Linked DNA regions of Mus musculus: region 2 is linked to region 1. Evidence: chromatin contacts called from public HiChIP or PLAC-seq data. All regions are on one chromosome and are shown on one strand. Each heading gives the region's core, a stretch centred on a gene start, on an enhancer-like site or on the middle of the called end of the contact. The rest is flanking DNA. Distances are from core to core; before and after follow the strand shown. Region 1 overlaps Abcb1a (ATP-binding cassette, sub-family B (MDR/TAP), member 1A). Region 2 overlaps Abcb1b (ATP-binding cassette, sub-family B (MDR/TAP), member 1B).

Region 1 (3,822 bases), core at 640-3,139:
AGAGAAGAGAAGAGAAGAGAAGAGATCTAAAGCACTGGTCCTGAATAGTGTTATATGAAAATAGTATGTGCTCTGTCCAGAAAGGAAGCTGAAACATAATCATAATTCCCTTCATGCTTTAGGACTATTAGAACAAGAGGTTCTAACAAGGCTATGATTGCACCTCGAAGTGGTAGGGAGAGATTTAGACAGAATGAATACAATTCATGGATAGTTAAATAAATATCACTGGCCCTAAAGAGAAGCTTCCCTTTAAAGCATAAAGAGGAGCTTAATTATAAATAAAAATGAGAGAGGAGACAGTGAGAGCTGTCACTGGGATCCAAAAGCCATGAGAGGGATGGTAGGGAGGAGCCTCTTCAGAGGGCAGCCTTCAAAGCACCTCTGCAGCAGTCCTCTGATGAGTCTCGTACCAATCCAAAACACAAAGAAAAGGGTTGAATTTTCATAACCTTTTAGAAGTGGCAAGAAGTTTTATATCACATGATTTAGTTCAGCACAGTGTATGTGTTAAATAGCATGGGGCAGGGGGGAACCATGTACCATGAATTGAGAATCATCAAGTCACGGTACAGAGCTTCTTAATTTTCTGTCCTAGAGAAAGAGGGCAGTATGGCATGAGTCAAGCTATGGGACCAGATCTGAAGGTGCAGGCTCGTGGAAAAACAAACAAACAAACAAAAAAACAAAACAAAAAACCCTAAGGACTCTTCTACATTTCAAGATTATCCAATCAGGTAATACTTATCTATAGATTACATCTTATCATCAAGATAAATTAGGACATTGCTAGAGTTCCACTGCACCTGTGTCATGACAAGTTTGAAGTAAATGCCCTTTTCTCTCATGAGCTCATCATGATTTCCTTGCTCCACAATGACACCACCATCAAAACCAGCAATGACGTCAGCATTACGAACGGTAGACAAGCGATGAGCTATCACAATGGTGGTCCGGCCTTCTCTAGCCTGGAGAGAGAGAAACCTGGCTTTTGAAACATGGATAATTATAGCAAAACCTCAGTCAATTTATTTTTGATGAATAAAACTGCTTTGAATACTGTGTAAACCATCAATGAAGATATTATCTGGCTTTAATAAAGGCATAATGAATTCATAATAATAGAAAATAGTTTTATTGCAATCAATACAAGAACAAGCATGTTTATGTATTAATAAAATCTATGCCTCTAAGGATTTTACTTTACACCCTATAGTAAGCCTAAAGTTCTAGAAATAATCCAGTGTATCAAAAATCCTAGAGCTGAGGCATTAACCAGATAAAACAAATCTATACAAGGCATTGTACTGGCATGCATCACCTAGAGATCTGCTAAGAATTGCAAGATTAACCTCCTGGGTAATCAAGACACAAACATGAAAGAGCAGAGCTTAGACTTCAGTGTTCTACTAGTGTGAATGAAATCCAGGACTTCATTCAGTCTTTGAATCTGTGTAAGGTTGAATTCATTAATATGTAAAGCAGAGACACAGTAGCCACTTCTTAGAATAGCTGTGATGACTAAATAACAAAGGGCTTAGGACTAACTTTAAAGAAATGCCCAACAAATGTTCAATAAATGACTTCTAGTTACAAGAATTATAGACAAAATTGAAGAGTTTTATAAATATTTTCACATGTCCAGTCTCATCTTTAACTTCATATGGAATAAAGGCAGACAACTAGACTTGTTGAGATTTCTTTAACCTTTATAACTTGCCTAATGCTTATTATTTCTCCCACTCTGTAGTTCTACAGTAATAAGCAATAAAACTACACACACACACACACACACATACATATACTCACACATATACACACACATACATATGAACACAAATACACACACATACACACAAACACACACATGCACATACACACACACCACACACATACACATGAACAGGCTGTAGATATCAGGGTTAACAAACAGAAGTGGAGAAACAAAAGTGAGGGACCCGCCGAACTTAAGAAATTAGTCTGAACAGGTGAGAGGGTGCGCCAGAGAACCTGACAGCTTCTGGAACAGGCGGAAGCACAGAGGCGCTGAGGCAGCACCCTGTGTGGGCCGGGGACAGCCGGCCACCTTCCGGACCAGAGGACAGGTGCCTGCCCGGCTGGGGAGGCGACCTAAGCCACAGCAGCAGCGGTCGCCATCTTGGTCCGAGACCCGCCGAACTTAGGAAATTAGTCTGAACAGGTGAGAGGGTGCGCCAGAGAACCTGACAGCTTCTGGAACAGGCGGAAGCACAGAGGCACTGAGGCAGCACCCTTTGTGGGCCGGGGACAGCCAGCCACCGTCTGGACCGGAGGACAGGTGCCCGCCCGGCTGGGGAGGCGGCCTAAGCCACAGCAGCAGCGGTCGCCATCTTGGTCCGGGACCCGCCGAACTTAGGAAATTAGTCTGAACAGGTGAGAGGGTGCGCCAGAGAACCTGACAGCCTCTGGAACAGGCAGAAGCACAGAGGGGCTGAGGCAGCACCCTGTGTGGGCCGGGGACAGCCGGCCACCTTCTGGACCGGAGGACAGGTGCCCGCCCGGCTGGGGAGGCGACCTTAAGCCACAGCAGCAGCGGTCGCCATCTTGGTCCGGGACCTGCCGAACTTAGGAAATTAGTCTGAACAGGTGAGAGGGTGCGCCAGAGAACCTGACAGCTTCTGGACCAGGCGGAAGCACAGAGGCGCTGAGGCAGCACCCTTTGTGGGCCGGGGACAGCCGGCCACCGTCCGGACCGGAGGACAGGTGCCCGCCCGGCTGGGGAGGCGGCCTAAGCCACAGCAGCAGCGGTCGCCATCTTGGTCCGAGACCCGCCGAACTTAGGAAATTAGTCTGAACAGGTGAGAGGGTGCGCCAGAGAACCTGACAGCTTCTGGAACAGGCGGAAGCACAGAGGCACTGAGGCAGCACCCTTTGTGGGCCGGGGACAGCCAGCCACCGTCTGGACCGGAGGACAGGTGCCCGCCCGGCTGGGGAGGCGGCCTAAGCCACAGCAGCAGCGGTCGCCATCTTGGTCCGGGACCCGCCGAACTTAGGAAATTAGTCTGAACAGGTGAGAGGGTGCGCCAGAGAACCTGACAGCCTCTGGAACAGGCAGAAGCACAGAGGGGCTGAGGCAGCACCCTGTGTGGGCCGGGGACAGCCGGCCACCTTCCGGACCAGAGGACAGGTGCCCGCCCGGCTGGGGAGGCGGCCTAAGCCACAGCAGCAGCGGTCGCCATCTTGGTCCGGGACCTGCCGAACTTAGGAAATTAGTCTGAACAGGTGAGAGGGTGCGCCAGAGAACCTGACAGCTTCTGGAACAGGCAGAAGCACAGAGGCGCTGAGGCAGCACCCTGTGTGGGCCGGGGACAGCCGGCCACCTTCCGGACCAGAGGACAGGTGCCCGCCCGGCTGGGGAGGCAACCTAAGCCACAGCAGCAGCGGTCGCCATCTTGGTCCCGGGACTCCAAGGAACTTAGGAATTTAGTCTGCTTAGGTGAGAGTCTGTACCACCTGGGAACTGCCAAAGCAACACAGTGTCTGAGAAAGGTCCTGTTTTGGGCCTTCTTCTTCGGCCAGGAGGAGGTCCAAATACAAGATATCTGCGCACCTTCCCTGTAAGAGAGCTTGCCAGCAGAGAGTGCTCTGAGCACTGAAACTCAGAGGAGAGAATCTGTCTCCCAGGTCTGCTGATAGACGGTAACAGAATCACCAGAAGAACAATCTCTAAACAGAGTCAACTATAACTACTAACTCCAGAGATTACCAGATGGCGAAAGGTAAACGGAGGAATCTTACTAACAGGAACCAAGACCACTCACCATCACCAGAACCCAGCACACC
Region 2 (3,822 bases), core at 647-3,146, 140 kb before region 1:
ATAGCTCTCACCAGCCACACTGCTCCACTGGTAAGGCTTCGGGTACAGCAGAAGATGAAGGGCAACAACTAGGAGCTGGCCTGATTCACCCAATGTCTAGTTCTCTACAGAAAGAGAATGGCGTTTCCTGCAGTCCTTGGCAACTTTCTGTTCTCTGCTTTACTGTCGTTAGGAACCCTTTAGAAAGAAGCTACGGGGCTTCCCTGAGAACTCCTCTTTCCCAGGGGTGGATTAGAATCACTGGACCAATGGCTGTGGGTTTCAGACAAAGCAATGGAAGGATTCCCTTACATGCTCCCCTCACAGACCAGACAACACTCCACTCCAGACTCCCAGATGCCATGCCTGAGGTTTCTCATTTTTGTCCCTTGCAACATAGATGTGACAAACTGCTCACATTCTTTGTCAAAATGCTGTAAGTGTTCTGTTCTCTTTATGTGTTCAAGAGTTTGTTCGATTTTAAATGAAATACTGTTCCTGAAATGCATAGCAGTGTGGCTGGATACAAAATAGCCAGTTCTTTCATCTCTCTCTGACTTTTGCAAACACTTCTGTTTAAAAGATGAAGTGTGTTTCCAACCCTTCGAATGTAGGTTTGCTTTGTGACTTATTTCTATTGGCAAGGTGCAGCAGAGTTGCTGTCGTCAGCTAGGTGTCTAAGAGTCTTGTATGCTTAGTAGGTTTCTTCATTTTCATTTCTATGTTCTCTCTCTCTCCCGTCCCCCTCACCTCCTTCCCTCCCTCCTTCTACTACAAGATAAAGCATGCGCAGAGGACACCCCTCACACACTAGCCACCTACCCTGTCCTGTAACACTAACTCAGATCAGTACAACTGACTTATGCACAAAATAAATGTTTTTAATTCTGTGTCACTGAGGCCTCATGGCTGGTTGTGGGAACATATTCTCACAAAGCCTATGAAGTATGTGACGAGCGTCTCCCTACTTAGCATGCCATGCAGCTATTAAGATACATTTGCATTTGTGACGTGGCCTTCACAGCATAGATTGGAAAGGACCTTAGAGATACCAAGTATAGTTGTCATGTTTATGCCTGGACCTTCTCCTAAATTGGCTTGTAGCTCTGCTTTAGTGGGTGCCATGTTTCATTAACTCTATTGCTAAACTATTTCTAAAACAGGGGAAATCTTTGTCTTCCTTTCCCATCATGCCCCAGAACACCATTCAAAGGCCCTTGCTTTTCTCCACATACATCACATTGTGTCAGAGTAACCACTCAAACCAGCATAATGCTGAAGAATATTCCAGAACACTAGGAACCCACCACTTCCTTTTCTTGGGCCTACACACACACACACACACACACACACACACACATATGCTAAAGGAATATACTGCAATTTTTAAAATTACAACTAAAAAAACCACATGATGGTTTTCTCTCCTTATGTAACATTTAAATGTGTGGGACTTTTTTTTTTTTTTTTTTTTTTTTTTTAGAAAGTGGCCACTTTTCATAAGTTTCCTTTGGCGGTTCCTAATTAAATAGATTTTTACATCTAAGATTTTTAAATCTATGAATGGTGTGTCAGCAAATTTCATTGCTTCAAAGACTTGGAATAAATCAATATATCAAATATTTATCTATTTAGAAAATCAATACTTACAACATAACATTTTCAAAAGTCATGAGTTGTTGTGCCACCAAGTAGGCACCGAACCGGAAACAAGCAGCATAAGAAAAATACATCATGGCCTGGGTGAAGGAGAACGTGATCCCAAACACGTGTGCTTTCTTCATCGCATTTCTGGAAAGAAGACAGTGCAGATTCAGTCCATCGCTCAGTCATTCAAGCAGCTTGCTGTGGCTTGTCAGTGAGGCACGCAGGCGTGACAGATACCGTGCACTCCAGTTCTAAGGAACTCAGCTGGATCCCCTTTGGATTAGCTGTGTGAATTTGGGAAACTGCCTCGTCTCTGAGACTCAGTGCTGTCTTCATCTTTAATGTAGGATTACATCTCAGTGGGTTGATGGAAGAGAACTGGCCTGGAACCCTGAGAAGAGCCTGTTTTACATTCCCTTTTCCACACTGTGGGACACACAACACTGGTGATCTGTAGAGTAGGACACCTCCCAACACATCTACCCAGCACACTCAAGCTGTGGGTGACAGGGCAGCGGGCATGTCCTTGATGTGAGGACCTAGGGGAGCTGCATGTGATCAGTGCAGTGGAGGGAGTTCCTGAGGACTGTGCTGTGGGAAGAAAGAAGCACTTGCCTGTCTGGAGCCAGGGAAGGCTCTACAAAGGATTAGCATTCCAGGAATTTCTGAACCACAAGGGTCTTGGGTGTGGAGGTGTAGGCAGAGACAGGGTGGGGACAGGGACAGACTTTTGACCTTCCTACTCCTGTTTAAACACATCACCTTTGTTCATGTCTTTGCCACTTAGAAACTTTTCCCAGAAAGGGGGGCCTGCCATGATTGTGACAAAGGAGCTTGGAGACACTTCATTAAGGTCCAGTTCTTCCCTTGTGTCAGAATGTGGGTTTTTGCCTTCTGAAAATTATGGCTCTCTCTTCACATTTAAAAAGGCACTTTATTTCTATATTACAAAAACACAATTGAGAGACTTTAAACTTCTTTTTAGAAAGGTTTTGGAGGTTTACAACATTAAATAGGCTATAAATCACTGACTGAAAATCTGTTTATCCTCTTTTTTGCTAACATTAAGCTATAGATATTTTTATGTTTATGGATTAAAAAGTTTTGTTTTGATGTTGAGAAGGCTCCAATTTAAAATTGTTATTTTAAATCTAAACCTAAGAGATAAAACATAAAGTCCTAGACTTATAAAAGTTAGTAAATTATTGCAAACTATTAATGATAATTAAGAAATGCAAGTTGGTAGTCAGCCACCTTATAAATGATCATACACTTTAAAGTGTTCAGAAATATATTTGAAGTGATGCTAAGAACGAATGCAATTGATAACAGGAATAAGCCTTTTTGCCTCCTGTATATGTCTTCAAGGTTGAGCCTAGGACGGATAACTAGAAACACACAAAGTTTGTCTATTTAGATAGACAGATGGTCCTCTGACTTTAGAGACTTGCAGAATATGGCATTTTAAAATGTTTAATAAAAAGCTTTTCATGTAGGCATGTCAGCTCCTGACAGCACCCTTAATCTCCTTTCCTCCTCCTCCAAAGATGGACACAGAAGACGCTCCTGACACTTGCTTCAAATGTGTCAAAGCTGGCCACTGGACAGTAGACTCCTGATTGCCTATGGACAGGCAGGACATTGGAAAACTGACTGCCTCATTTTGCCTAGACAAAGATGGGACAGCCTTCCAAAGTTCCTGCTTCATGGAAAAGTCTGCCAAGGCCTGATAGCTAAAGAAAGACGCCCTACCAACTACAGAGGAGCCTAGGGACCAGGTAGCTGGTAGTTCTCTGTTTTTTCAATAGACTTGGAAGCTGCTTGATCTGCACTCCTTGCTGACTCATGTAAAATGTGTCTTCTCAGGTCTCTGAGCGTTTGAAGACTAGACTAGTGAAAGAAGTAACTTTTTACTTTTCCTTTATCTAAAGGAACTCAGTTTACAGTGACTGCTCCCAGTAGTTAACCACCTATGTCTCCCGGTGAATGACTCGATAGGAAAAAGTGTGATGTTTATGTAAGGTCTGAGGTTACAAAGTGTTTGTGGGTAAAGACAAGTTATGAAGGGTTGAGGACATAAAAACTTAAATGGTGATAACAGAGTGGTTCATGGTACATACAAGGAATGAAAATGCTTCTGATTTCTTCCCCTCATTATGCTGCTGTTGTATTAAGACTTCCAGAGTGTTAAACCTT

Evidence for each region. HiChIP or PLAC-seq counts read pairs in DNA pulled down with a chosen protein or histone mark.
Region 2: a contact with region 1 is called in an H3K27ac HiChIP or PLAC-seq map of embryonic stem cells, with 5 read pairs. The contact joins two enhancer-like sites. A contact is called at or near these places in 3 of 115 datasets of contacts at active chromatin or transcription factors (CD8 T cells and embryonic stem cells) and 3 of 9 other capture datasets (adipose tissue, liver and pancreatic islet).

The regions. Positions count from the first base shown.
Region 1 is chr5:8,710,333-8,714,154 of GRCm38.p6, reverse strand. It overlaps Abcb1a (ATP-binding cassette, sub-family B (MDR/TAP), member 1A), which reads right to left. Exons shown (of 30, transcript NM_011076.3): 17 at 807-968. Among named protein-coding and RNA genes, the nearest start is that of Gm31157, 16 kb to the right of the region's middle. Within about 2 kb of position 1,889, at least 2 of the 459 cell types and tissues checked have an H3K27ac peak or open chromatin away from gene starts, as enhancers often do. A contact at or near this core is called in embryonic stem cells, where this site is marked.
Region 2 is chr5:8,847,460-8,851,281 of GRCm38.p6, reverse strand. It overlaps Abcb1b (ATP-binding cassette, sub-family B (MDR/TAP), member 1B), which reads right to left. Exons shown (of 28, transcript NM_011075.2): 23 at 1,630-1,770. Among named protein-coding and RNA genes, the nearest start is that of Abcb4, 44 kb to the left of the region's middle. Within about 2 kb of position 1,896, at least 5 of the 459 cell types and tissues checked have an H3K27ac peak or open chromatin away from gene starts, as enhancers often do. A contact at or near this core is called in embryonic stem cells, where this site is marked.